Regions from separate parts of the Mus musculus genome. Here regions 1, 2 and 3 are each linked to region 4. A link is a contact called in public promoter capture Hi-C and targeted proximity ligation data. All regions are on one chromosome and are shown on one strand. The core of a region is the stretch at or near the end of the contact, and the rest is flanking DNA. Distances in the headings are between cores, read along the strand shown. Region 1 holds the start of Foxb2 (forkhead box B2). Region 2 overlaps Vps13a (vacuolar protein sorting 13A). Region 3 overlaps Vps13a (vacuolar protein sorting 13A). Region 4 holds the start of Cep78 (centrosomal protein 78).

Region 1 (3,202 bases), core at 322-2,821, 890 kb before region 4:
TACCCCTGGCTCAGCCCCTGCTCCCTTACAGGTCACACCAAGGCTTCCAGAGTGATTTTAATGGTATTCCTCCCTTGGTGAGGAGAGTGCTGCACAGTTAGGTAACGGAGCCCCTCGACTCCCAACTCCTCATTCTTTCCCCTGCCTCTAATATCGCCACCCCAAAGAGACCTCACGCCGTCTGTCCGCCCCTTTCAGGAAGACGTGTTGGAGTTTCTCCACCCGCCAAGCTTCTTGCCTCCTAATTCCCTGCCTATTATCTTTCTGCCCCCTAAATCAAGGTTCTGGGGTGCAAAGAGCAATTCGTGCCTCGCTGAACCTGCCAAAAAATGGGCCGATCTGTAGGCCCCAGCTCTTCTTTCTATTGGTTTCCACTTACAACCCTCTGGGCGTCTCTGTTTCTCCAAGAGAAAAGGAGCTGGAGACAAAGGTGCTCCAAACTGGAGACCTAAATGGCTAGGCCACCGGGAAACTAAGGGAGAGTGGGTGAAAAGACTGAATGATAAAGGGAGAGAGCTATGCAAGACCTGACGGGTGAGAAAGCAGTGCCGTGCCCCCTTGCTGTGGAACAGCAGACCCCCACAACTAGACAGTGACCCCTTCTCAGTGGTCAGACGGCTGAAGCCTGGGCTGGCAAGCGGGAAGTGAAAGCGAAGGGTCGGGGTGACCAGTGGAAATGGAGAAGGGGCGGAGACGAGAAATTGTGCCTTCTTGCCCCTTCTTCAGCAAAAGAAGAGGCTGTGGAGGCGGCGGCGGCGGAGTCCCTCAGCCTCGGTCATGTGATAGTCTCGAAGCGCAAGCTGCAGGGGTCTCGGCGTCTCGGGGACCATTACAAAACGCAGCCAGGAGAGCGCGTCGCTGCCACAGCAGCGCGTCTTCTCAAAACCCGCGGGGCAGAGCGGCTGCAGCTGCAGCTCAGACGGCTGTTCGGACCGGGCGAGCCGGGTCCTAGCCTGTCTACGCAGACGCCCCCTGCAGCCTGCGGCTAGCTCCGGGAGTTCTGACACCGTCCCCTCCATAGAGCCTGACGGTGGGCGCCGCTGCTGTAGACAGCACCAAACTTTTTTCTTGGAACCACCACCTAGAGCTCGGTGCCTCTTCCATTTTCAGCTTGCCTGCAGATCTCCTGAAAAAAGAGGGTACGTACGTACAGTAGCGGATAGGAAAGTGCGCGCTCCCTCTCTCTCTTCTTACCCTGTCTACCCCTTTTTGTAAGATTTGAACTCCAGCGCGGACAGACCCAGTACCAGGTCAGCTTCCAGGGTCGAAAGATCGGTCACCAGTGGCCTCGGGACAGCTAGTGTGGACTCGAGCTTAAAAAGCCAGTCTTCATTATCCAGTTGGTTTGATCTGAGCTGCCTTTGTACCGATAAAGGGAAAAGAGACCAAAAAGAAACTCATTCCACAGCCTTTCGCTCCAGAGCTCAAGTCTAGTCATCCAAGAGGAGGACGAGACGGAGAAAAGCAAGGTAAAGCTGGCGAGTCTCTCTGGCTACTGTGAGGGCCTGCCCACGACAGTCAAGACCAGAAGTTGTGAGCGCCATAAAACTGTATTGGCTCAAAAAGCCAATTGCGGGGACCCGGGGCAGCTCCCCGAAGGAGGAGGACCAAGGCAAAAGGGGTCTGGGGACCAAGAAAGCTGGGGATCAGGCTGCGCAGGTGGAGAGAGAATTAGTGGGGACACTTAAGCCTGGTATCCGGCTTTCCGAGAGGCGTTAAGGCCCACTGTGGGCCGGACGGAAGTGGAAGAGCCTGGGAAGATGCCACGGCCAGGGAAGAGTTCCTACAGCGACCAAAAGCCGCCCTACTCTTACATCTCACTGACCGCCATGGCCATCCAGCATTCGGCTGAGAAGATGCTGCCTCTGAGCGACATCTACAAGTTCATCATGGAGCGCTTCCCCTACTACCGCGAGCACACGCAGCGCTGGCAGAACAGCCTGCGCCACAACCTCTCCTTCAACGACTGTTTCATCAAGATCCCTCGGAGGCCGGACCAACCCGGTAAGGGCAGCTTCTGGGCGCTACACCCTGACTGCGGTGACATGTTCGAGAACGGCAGCTTCCTGCGGCGCCGCAAGCGCTTCAAGGTGCTACGCGCAGACCACGCTCACCTACACTCAGGAAGCAGCAAGGGCGCGCCCGGCACGGGGCCAGGAGGTCACCTGCATCCCCACCATCCCCACCACGCACACCACCACCACCACCATCACCACCACGCCGCACACCATCACCACCATCACCACCCGCCGCAGCCGCCCCCGCCGCCGCCGCCGCACATGGTGCCCTATTTCCACCAGCAGCCGGCTCCGGCTCCGCAGCCTCCACACCTCCCGTCGCAGCCCGCGCAGCAGCCACAGCCGCAGTCGCAGCCTCCGCAGACGTCCCATCCCGGCAAGATGCAGGAGGCGGCGGCCGTGGCGGCGGCCGCAGCAGCGGCGGCGGCCGCAGCGGTGGGCAGCGTGGGGCGTCTGTCTCAGTTCCCACCCTACGGGCTGGGCTCGGCCGCCGCCGCCGCCGCTGCAGCCGCCGCGTCCACCACAGGCTTCAAACATCCGTTCGCCATAGAGAACATCATCGGGCGGGACTACAAGGGCGTGCTGCAGGCTGGAGGGTTGCCTTTGGCGTCGGTCATGCACCACTTGGGCTACCCCGTGCCGGGCCAGCTCAGCAATGTTGTCGGCTCCGTGTGGCCTCATGTTGGCGTGATGGATTCGGTAGCCGCGGCTGCCGCTGCTGCCGCCGCAGCTGGGGTCCCGGTAGGCCCGGAGTATGGGGCATTCGGGGTGCCAGTCAAGGCTCTGTGCCACTCGGCAAACCAGAGCCTGCCAGCTGTACCGGTGCCCATCAAGCCCACGCCTGCGCTACCACCCGTGACCACGCTGCCGCCGGCGTTGTCTGTCCCCACGGCGTCGCAGCAGCTGCCTGCTCCCTCCACCGTGTGCGCGGCCGCCGCCTCACCCACAGCCCCTCTCTTGGAGCCCACCGCAGCCGGCAGGGCTGACAGCAAGGGGAGCTCCCTACACTCGGTGTTGGTGCATTCTTAGGGGACCCCGCGACCGGTGAGAAGGCGCCTGTCGAGAGACTGAGACAATGGTCCCAGACCGAGAGGGTGCTCCAGGAAGGTCAGCAAACTTGGCATTGAGCTAAATGCTGCACTGGTCTGAATAAATGTAACTTCCTGGTGTCTGTGTTTATACTA
Region 2 (3,420 bases), core at 15-2,514, 750 kb before region 4:
AGAGCAGGCAGTAGACACAGGGAGGTCCTTGAAGCTTAGTCCAGCCAGCCCAGTTGAGTTGGTGAGCCCTAGGTGCCAATGAGAGACTGTTTCAAAAACTACCAAGGTGGATAGTGTTTCAGCTCTGTCTTAAAAAGTATCAGTGTAAGGCTGGAGTTCAGCTTTCAGACATCATAGTCTTCAGTGCTGGGACTTGTGATTCAGTGCAATCTTTGTGTGTGTTCAGGTGGTTAGACTTTACTGTGTACTATGTAAGTTTTTGAAATTATTAATGTATTCAGTAGAAAGTAACATGTTGATAAAGCATAGAACACTAAAGAAAAATTAAAAAGTAATATTTGTGCCATGCAAAAAGAAACAACAAATGTTGCCGCATTCAGCACAACTCCAGGTACAGACTGACTTGAGAGGTGAGCAAGTGAAGAAAAGAAAGACAGACAGGTAGACAGACAGATACAAGCTGGGACTGGGAGAGCTGGGCTCTGGTGAAGAAAGTGCAGAACCCCAGAAGCCCAGTGCATTTATTATACACAGTTTGAACAGAGAGGCCGGGTGATAGTGCAGCAGACCAAGGAGGCAGGCTTAGCTCATTAGTAGGAGCAGTCCCTGTAGGCTATAAATGCAGGGGGAGAATATAAATATACTTTCAACTTCAGAACATGGAGCAGATGGAGGCTTTCCTACCCTTGTGCGCCTCAATTCCCCCATACTCCTCAGGGCAGAGGGCAGTCACCTTTGCCATTTTCCCAAGCAGCTGAGGCTAAGCTCCATGTCATAACTAGGCCATATCAACAACACACATTACTCAAGACTTCATACATTTAAGGCTTCCTTTACTCTGCATAAAACCTAACTTGCTTTCTTTAATTTAATTTAATTTTTTTAATTACTCAGTTTATATCCCACTCACTGCCTCCTTCTTGGTCACCCCTCCCATAATCCTTTCCCTATTCCTCATTTCTCTTCTCCTCTGAGCAGGTGGGGAACCCCCTGTGTATCCCCCCAATCCTGGTACTTTAAGCCTCTGAGAGGCCAGGTACTTTTCCCACTGAGACTAGAACAGGGCAGCCCAGCTAGAAGAACATATCCCAGTATAGGCAACAGTTTTTGGGATAGCCTCTGCTCCAGTTGTTAGGACCCACAGGAAGGTCAAGCTGCTCGTCTGCTACATATGAACAGGGAGGCCTGGGTCCAGCCCAGGTATGTTCTTTGGTTGGTAGTTAACTCTCTGAGAGCCCCAAGGGTTCAGGTTAGTTGATTCTATTGGTGTTCCTGCGGAGTTCCTATCCCCTTCGGGCCTGCAATCTTTTCTCCTAGTCTTCCATAACAATACCCTAGCACAATCCTCAGTTTGGCTGTGGGTGTCTCTGTCTCTTTTTCTTTCTTTTAAACATGCTCCTCTGTCCGCCTTGCTTCTCTTTGTTCTCCTGCCCTCTTCCTTCCCTCTTTTGTTATTGTTTTGGGTTTTTTATTATTTTATTTTATTTTTTACAGTCCAGTCATTTCTCCCCTCCCACAGTTCCTCAGCTAATTCCTCCTCCCCCACTCCTGTTTCCAAGAGGATGTTGCTTCTATCCTCCTACCCCCCCACCAGGCCTCCGCCCTCCCTGGGGCCTCAAGTCTCTCCAGGGTTCTCTCAGTGAGGCCATATAAGGTAGTCCTCTGCTGTATATATGTCTGGGGCCTCATACTAGCAAGTGTATGCCGCCTGGCTGATGACTCATTATCTGAGAGATCTCAGGGGTCCCAGTTAGTTGAGACTGCTGGTCTTCCTATGGAATCACCCTCCTCCTCAGCTTCTTCCAGCCTTTTCCTGACTTCAGTTCATTGGTTTGGATGTAAGTATCTGCATCCGTCTTAGCAGTTTGTTGTACCTCTCTGTGGGCAACCACGCTAGGCTTCTGTCTGTAAGCACCCATAGCATCAGTAATAGTGTCAGGCCTGGCTCCCCTTGAGATGAATCCTAAGTTGGGCCGGTCACTGAATCTTCTTTCCCTCAGTCTCTTCTTCATTTTTGTTCCTTGAGCTCTTTTAGACAGGAACACTTCTGGGTCAGAGTTTTGACTGTGGGATAGCAATCCTATCCCTCCACTTGTTGCTCTTGTCTTTCTATTGGAGGTAGACTCTACAAGTTCCCTCTTCCCACTGTAGGGCATTTCATCTAAGGTCCCTCCCTTTGAGTCCTGAGATTCTCTGACTAACAGGTCTCTGTACATTCTAGAGGGTCCCCCCACCTCCCACCCTCTGAGGTTGCTTACTTCCATTCTTTCTGCTGGCCCTTAGGGCTTCTTCCTGTTTCCCTACCCCACTCCCCTATACCTGATCATGTTCCCCTTTTCCACTCCCCCCTCCCTCCCCTCCCTCTCCTCCCCAGTACCTCCCTCCCTTTGCTTCCTGTGATTACTGTCTTCTCTCTCCCAAGTGGGATTGAGGCTTCTCACTTGGGCTCTTCCCCTTGTTAACCTTCTTGAGTTCGGTGGATTGTATCCTGGGTATTCTGTACTTTTTAAAAGGCTTATATCCACTTATTAGTGAGTACATACCGTGTGTGTCCTTTTGGGTCTGAGACACCTCACTCAGGATATTCTAGTTCCATCCATTTGCCTGCAGAACTCATGATGTCCTCATTCTTAATAGCTGAATGGTATTGCATTGTGTAAGTGTGCCACAGTTTCTGTATCCATTCATCCGTTATGGGACGTCTGGGTTGTTTCCAGCTCCTGGCTATTACAGATAAGGCCAATTTGAACATAGTGGAGCACGCACCTCTGTGGTGTGGTAGGGCATCTTTTGGGTATATGCCCAAGAGTGGTATAGCTAGGTCTTTAGGTAGATCTAATTTCAACTTTCTGAGGACCCTCCAGATTGATCTCCAGAGTGGTTGTACCAATTTGCATCCCACCAGCAATGGAGGAGTGCTCCTCTTTCTCCACATCTTCACCAACATGTGCTATGGCATCACATTCACTATTAAATTCAATATCTTCCTGCCTCAAACCTCTTAGTTTCTAGATTATAGGTGTGTACCAACATGCTTGGTGTAGTTTAACCTTTGTTTTAAGAAATAATTTTATTGAGAATCAGTTCAAGTACCTGTAGTTTATCTATTTAGTATATAATTTATTGGGTTTTTTTGCAACTATATTAATATGCATTTTTACATTTAAAATGTACAAGGTTATATAGCCAGTTTCCCTATATAATCTCAGACATCATAACATATGAAGAAACTATTTTACTAGCAGTCCCTTCTCAATGCTCTCTTACCCTGCCTCTGACAACTAACTTGGTTCCTATTTTTTTTTTCTGGGGCTGAGGAGATAGATCAGTGTGCAAGAGACAGACAGACAGACAGACAGACAGATACACGCACAGAGACAGAGACAGAGAATTAGTATTGTTTTGGACAATCTATATGAA
Region 3 (3,236 bases), core at 728-3,227, 720 kb before region 4:
CTTATAGTTGAATTGTAAATCTGATTACTTATGGTGATATTTTATCTGCCTTCTATGTGTAGTGTGGTAATTTCTAAACCTTTCCTTGTGTTGTTACAATGTGATTTTTGTTTTGTAGCTTTAAAGCTACCCACGAATGAAGATATTATTACCTTGCAGCTTTTGGCAGAATTATCTTGTCTACAGATTTTTATTCAGGATCAGAAACAAAACATTTCTGAAATTAAAATTGAAGGTAATAACATCTCATAAAATGTATTTAGTATTAACAAATTGAAGAAGACAGAACAATCATTTATTGTTTCATTCCCCTAGGGCTTGATTCTGAGATGATTATGAAACCTCTAGTCACTGAAATAAATGCAAAGCTAAGGAATATAATTGTGTTAGATTCTGATAAAATGGCTATCTACAAAAAGGTGAGATTTTGTTTTTATTAAATGCTAATACATCATTAATATGTAATGTTCACATCAATTAAATAATAATTGTCATAGATCACCAGTGTATCTTATGCATAATGGGGTTAGATTAAGGCACAAAGATGCTTAATATTTGTGTGATCCTTTTTGTTATATAATTTAGCTTTTATTTATAAAATTAAAATTATAATTTTTCCCAAGTAAATGATGTTCTTGGAAGAAAGAACCTTTGGGGTGGTTGGGAGAGGAGTGTTGCTAATAATTCTTCTCACTCCAAAATAAATATTCTGTTCTTCAAATATCCTAAACTGCCTGTTTCATATAATGGTATTAGAAGGTGTGAACGACTTCAAGTGTATTTTCAAGGATGCTCACCAGTGTATATAACTATTAAAATAAGAGAATTCTTTGAAAACAATGTCGATGGCTAAGTTATTTTGTTAGTAATTCTTGAATAATAAGGAATTTAAGCAGACTATGTGTTGAAGGAAGTGGTGACAAATACTAAAGTGTGAGATAAGAAAACCCTGAATCAGTTCTTTTTGAGTCAGTATGTGAGCACTTAGAGTTTAACAAGAGAGAACATTTTCTTCATTGCTGGACCAAGTTTGTTATCAATATTATTATTCATTTTTTTCTTTTTTTATTTGTTATTTTATTTATTGACATTTCAAATGTTATCTCCCTTCCCAGTTTCCCCTCCACAAATCCCCATCCCCTCCCTTCTCCCCGCCCATAGTTATGATCTTTCCCCAGTTAGTTGGTTTTCTACCCCCTACAGACAGACTGAAAGCTGGGCCTCACTAACGTCCAAGGTATCTTTCTCCCATTCCTCCCTCCCACACCCATGCTTTGGGCCTTTTAAAATAATTAATGTATTTATTTTTATATGTATGAATATTTTGTCATCTGTCTCTGTGTCTTTTGTTCTGTGTACCATGGTTGTGTCTGATGTCCATGGAGACCAGAAGAGGTTGTTGGATCCTGTGGAACTGGAGATATAACTGATCTTGAGCTACCTTGTGGATGCTGGAAATTGAACCCCAGTCCTTTAGAAGGGTGATCGGTGTTGATAGCCCCTGAGCTATCTTGGTAGCCCAGTGTTTGGGCCTTGAGTGGGATGAATGGAAATGTTTTCATTTTTCCAGGACCTGCTCTGAGTAAAACCCTAATTCTCCTGAGTCGTTCCTCATGCATTCCCAGCAGAGGCCAGCAAGGAAGGCCCTGCCATGGAGGAAGGACTGTTTCAGTTTCCCAGGGACTTGGTGCCCTGCATTGGTGTTCCCTCAACCTCCATGTTTTAGCTGAATTGTTCTTACTTAACTCACAATATTTGCCATCCCTTCCTCTTGGAATCTTCCTGATTTTTCTTAGATGATAGCATACTTTGTTGTATTGTTATTTCATATTTCTAATAGCAGTGAGAAAATTATAATAATTCTTCGGCTATTTGTTATTTTTAGGGTGTGAAATGGTCTTCAGTCTAGCTTTGTGCATCTCATCTGAAGCCTAACTTCCTGTTTTGCATTTCTTCCTTCTGCTTTCCAAAATTGCTCATACTTTTTCTTCTTGGGACTTGTTGTTCTGTGGTTGGTTTTCCTGGTGCTTTTCAACCCCTAGTTACTGTATTTAGAATTTAAGAGTCAAGAAAACTATAAACTTAATACTGTGTTCTAAATTAAAAAAAAAACAAAAAACATAGTTTCTTGTCTCTTACATTTTAAACTGGCAATATGGAGCTGGAAATTTTAAGCAATTCTATTTTAGTAATTAAAACAATTCTTAATCAATCAATGAAGAATGAAAAGTTTAAATCTAAGATATTCCAATGAAGAATATGAAAAAAAAAAGATTCAAAGTCTCAGACCTAGTGGAATGAGACACTTGAGTATAGGGAATCTGTGCCTGTGGTGTGTCTCAGCTTTGAAAGTTAACTAAAGTTGTTTCTGTGATGCCTCAGTGCAAAGCAGAAAATCCAAGAGAGATACAGATCTCTTCTCCTCTGTTATCAAACATAAGACAACAGAAAACGCATTAGGGTACAAATTCTAATAAAGCATTTTGAATTGTTGTCTCATTTGTACTTTCTCAAATTTCTGGAAGATTTTCCAAATAGTAGAATATTTTATTATTTTGCTTCATTTCATTTTTGTCTTGGGGTATAATACTTCAAATATTGATTTTTGACATTTGGGGTTCTTGTCTCTTTAAGGCTCTTTATATCACTGGAAAAGAAGTTTTCAGCTTCAAAATGATTTCTTACATGGATGCAACTGCTGGCTATGCATACACAGATATGAGTGTGGTTGACATTCGGGTTCATTTAACTGTTGGTTGCATTGAAGTAGTGTTCATCACAAAATTCCTGTATTCTATATTGGTATGTATTTTAATAAATTACTTTTCTAGAAAGAAATTGCTATGTTTTAAAAATAGATGAAGACCCATCTTAAAAATTATGCATGCATTAAAATTTTAGATTATGTACATAAACACACATGTGTGTATGTAATGTATGTTTACACACAAATGTATACATATATACATATATTTATGTGTACATGTATATATATTATATATATACATATATATGTGTGTGTATGTATATATGTATGTGTGTGTATACACACACACACATACACATACATATTTTTTTTTTAAGATATGTCCCTAGCTGGCCTAGAACTTAGAGAATAGACCAAGATGACCTGGAACTTACAGAGACCCACCTGCCTTTGCTTCCCAAGTGCTGAGAATTAATGTATATTTCATCATGTCTGGCCTAACAATATATTTTACAAATTAAAACTAGAG
Region 4 (3,236 bases), core at 105-2,604:
ATGACAGACTAAAAACAACAAACTTATGTTTTAAAAGAAGTGAATGAGGACACAAAAGACTTAACTGTGGACATTTAGCCTGTCATTCATAATGTCTCTTGAATATAGTATGCCTTATAAACAGAAAATCAAACTCATACCTCAGGAATTTATAAATGTGCTTTAAAGTATTTCAGAGAAATGGCTTAGCACTTAGGTGCACTTAACTGCCCTTCCAGAGGACTGGGTTCCATTCCCAGCACCTATGGTGGGTGGGTCACAAATGTCTCAAATGCCTATAACTTCAGGTCCAAGGCATCTGACGCCCCTTTCTGATATCCCTAAGCACTGTGTACACGTGTCACTCACACACACACACACACACACTGAATAAAAATATAAGCAAATCTTTTACAAATGTAACTGAAATGGTGGCTAGAGACAGCTCTTCTTTCAGAGGCTCTGAGTCTGGTTCCCAGCACCTACACTGACTGGCTCACTACCACCTGTAACACCAGTTCCAGAGGATCTGATGCCTTCTTCTGGTCACTCTGGACACTTGCACACAGATAGCATACAGGCACGTACCCATAAATAAATCCTTAAAAAGAATAAAACAGACTGATGTATTTATTACCCAGAGTTCACTTTGTTTCTGCTCAAAGTAATTCATTTTAATGCATAACTAAATAACATGACATAGGGAATAAAATAGCTCAACTTAACCACTGCTGAGTGAATCCCAAGTTCACTTTCCATAGCTATTATGCTCAATGTTACTAACTCTGTTAAAATCATTAATAATAAAACCGTAATGAAATTATGGTCTCTCTGTGATACAGGAGTCGTCTTCGAGTTTATTTAGAGTACTAACATTGAAAACTAGTAAGAGTTCGAGGCCAACCTAGTCTACAAAGTGAGTTCCAGGACAGCCAGGACTGTTATACAGAGAAACGTTGTCTCAAACAACACATAGAGAGATAGAGAGGGAGAGAAATATCCACCATCAATGGAGGATACTAAGCTAAACTCTAGCTTTGCCTAACCCAAAGAAGAGAGGAAGGAAGCCACCTGGTTTGCATACGTGTTGGGAAATTCTTCTTGTGACTTCTCTCGGTGAGGAAGCATAAACAGTTGAGCGCTTCTAACAGTCTTCTCGAGGCTAAACCCGCTTCTCAGTTCTCAGGTCAAGCCCGGTTCTCAGGTCGTCACTCCATTGCACCTCACTTTTGGTACCCAGAGGCGCGCTCACTGCAGAGCATCTACTCGCCTCCAGCTGATGGCGCGTTGGACGTAGCGAGCCCGGGTGGGCGTGGCCCGCGCTCTGACGCACAGCGAGCGCGCCGACGCATGCGCACGTCGCCCGCGGGAGCTCGCCGGTGACTAGAACGGCGGCGGCGGCTCCCAGAGCGGGCGCTAACCGCCCGAGGCGTGGCGGGAGGCGGCGCGGGGCGGCTGGTGGAGGTCCCCGGGGTTGCCGGTCATGATCGACTCGGTGAAGCTCCGGCGCGACTGCGCGGCCGACTTCTTCTCGCACTACGAGTACCTGTGCGCGCTGCAGGACTCCGTGCCGCTGCCCGCCGTGCGCGCCTGCCTGCGGGACGGCGTGCTGGACTTCAATGCCGACCGGCTGCGCGCGGTGGACTGGGCACCGCTGCTCAGCACGCTCAGGGTGAACCGCGACCTGCCGCTGGTGGCCATCAAGAGCTCCTTCCAGCCGTGGCTCGGGGAAACAGTTCTGCGGTCCGGAGGTGCGAGGGTTTGGTCGGAGAAGTGGGAGCCCGGTGCAGGATCAGCCTGCGAAGCGGCCTCCACCTAGCCACAAAGGAGTTTTTGCCGCCGCCTCCCTTGCAGGTTGCCGCCTCGGTCCGTTGTCTGGAGTAGTCAAGCTAGGGAGTAGAACTCGACACTGCCCCTTATTACAGCGAGGATGACCAACTCTGCACCCCGAGGGGAATATGCGTGATAATTTAGCAAATGGTCCCTGCCCTCTCTTCTTTTAGGGGTTTAAATGTACAATCTCCCTTCATTCGTAATTGCAAGTTTAATACAGAAAAGGAGAAGGTTAAAGATGGAAAGAAAAAAATGTATAACAAAAAAATAATCAGGGACGTCTTTTTTGATTTTTAGAAAAATATTTGAGGGTTTTGCCTTCGCGTGTGTATGTGCACTATGTGTGTGCAGTGCCTGCGGAGTACAGAAAAGGGGGTAAGAGGTCGGAGTCCATATGTGAACCACCATATGGATGCTGGGAACCGAACTCGCATCCTTTGCAAGAGCAGCAAGTATGTCCAACCATTGAGCCATCTCTCCAGCCCAAGGGACTATTATTATTTGTTTCTTTTATTTATTTATTTATTTATTTATTTATTTATTTATTTATTTATTTATTTATTTATTTGAGAGACAGGGTTTCTCTGTGTAGCCCTGGCTATCTTGGAACTCACTCTGTAGACCAGGCTGGCCTTGAACTCAGAGTCTGGCCTGCCTCTGCCTCTCGAGTGCTGGGATTGAAGGCGTGCGCCACCACTGCCCGACTGGAACTATTATTTTTGACGAACCCGTTGTAAAACAGTTGACTCTGGTTATTTGCAGATAACGTATTTACAAGTTCCTTTCATTTGAATTTTTGTAACTCCCAGCCAAGTCTTTGTGGTGCTTCTATGGTCATTCATGAACACCCGCCCAGAAGCCAAAAAAAAAAAATTACCATCCAATATATATGTTCCTTACTGATTTGCATATTTGTGTGTTTGTGTATCTTAGTATTGGCGTATGTGCACACTCAGAAACAAGAAAGGGGTGTTGGGTGTCCTTTGATGGCTCTTCACCCATTTTTTAAATTTATTTTTTATTTTATTTTATTTATTTATTTTTTGAGAGAGACAGGGTCTGTTTTCTTAGTTTGGCTGGAAGCCAATAAGCCCCAACTGCTCTCTTGACTCCGCCCCTTCCATGCTGGAGTTAGAAGTCCTGCTCCTGACGCCTGGTTTATGTGGGTTCTGGGATCACGGAACTCCAGTGCAGCAAATGCCCTTAACTACTGGGCCATCCTTCCAGCTGATTTTTCACACTCCGTTTTATTTTTAGATTTGCAAATAGTTGTTTGTGTGTTTATATGTATGTGGCATGTGTGTGCACACACGTGTACGTGGCATGTGTACACATACACACGTTGTGTGCATAGAGTCTAGAGGTTGGCCCTGAATGTCTTTCAGCTTTCCCATTTGTTTACTCAGGCAGGTTCTTCTCCCCTT

The links. Promoter capture Hi-C pulls out the DNA fragments that hold promoters and counts their contacts.
Region 1: a targeted proximity ligation map of bone marrow-derived macrophages shows a contact between it and region 4, with 3 times the contacts expected there. A contact is called at or near these places in 1 of 39 promoter capture datasets (the C10 cell line) and 1 of 130 datasets of targeted methods (bone marrow-derived macrophages).
Region 2: a promoter capture Hi-C map of embryonic stem cells shows a contact between it and region 4, with 2.2 times the contacts expected there. A contact is called at or near these places in 8 of 39 promoter capture datasets (the 3T3-L1 cell line, the C10 cell line, embryonic stem cells and 4 more) and 1 of 9 other capture datasets (adipose tissue).
Region 3: a contact with region 4 is called in a targeted proximity ligation map of bone marrow-derived macrophages, with 7 times the contacts expected there. A contact is called at or near these places in 6 of 39 promoter capture datasets (the 3T3-L1 cell line, the C10 cell line, hippocampal neurons and 2 more), 2 of 130 datasets of targeted methods (bone marrow-derived macrophages and pro-B cells) and 1 of 9 other capture datasets (adipose tissue).

Annotation. Positions count from the first base shown.
Region 1 is chr19:16,872,199-16,875,400 of GRCm38.p6, reverse strand. Foxb2 (forkhead box B2) reads left to right here and starts at 1,571. Exons shown (of 1, transcript NM_008023.2): 1 at 1,571-3,085. The coding sequence starts at 1,761. The coding sequence ends at 3,047.
Region 2 is chr19:16,736,360-16,739,779 of GRCm38.p6, reverse strand. All of the region lies in intron 17 of Vps13a (vacuolar protein sorting 13A), which reads left to right. Among named protein-coding and RNA genes, the nearest start is that of Vps13a, 43 kb to the left of the region's middle.
Region 3 is chr19:16,700,687-16,703,922 of GRCm38.p6, reverse strand. It overlaps Vps13a (vacuolar protein sorting 13A), which reads left to right. Exons shown (of 72, transcript NM_173028.4): 30 at 119-235; 31 at 316-419; 32 at 2,635-2,802. Among named protein-coding and RNA genes, the nearest start is that of Vps13a, 79 kb to the left of the region's middle.
Region 4 is chr19:15,983,107-15,986,342 of GRCm38.p6, reverse strand. It overlaps Cep78 (centrosomal protein 78), which reads left to right and starts at 1,354. Exons shown (of 15, transcript NM_198019.2): 1 at 1,354-1,730. The coding sequence starts at 1,463. C130060C02Rik (RIKEN cDNA C130060C02 gene) reads right to left here and starts at 1,268. Exons shown (of 3, transcript NR_045355.1): 1 at 1,051-1,268.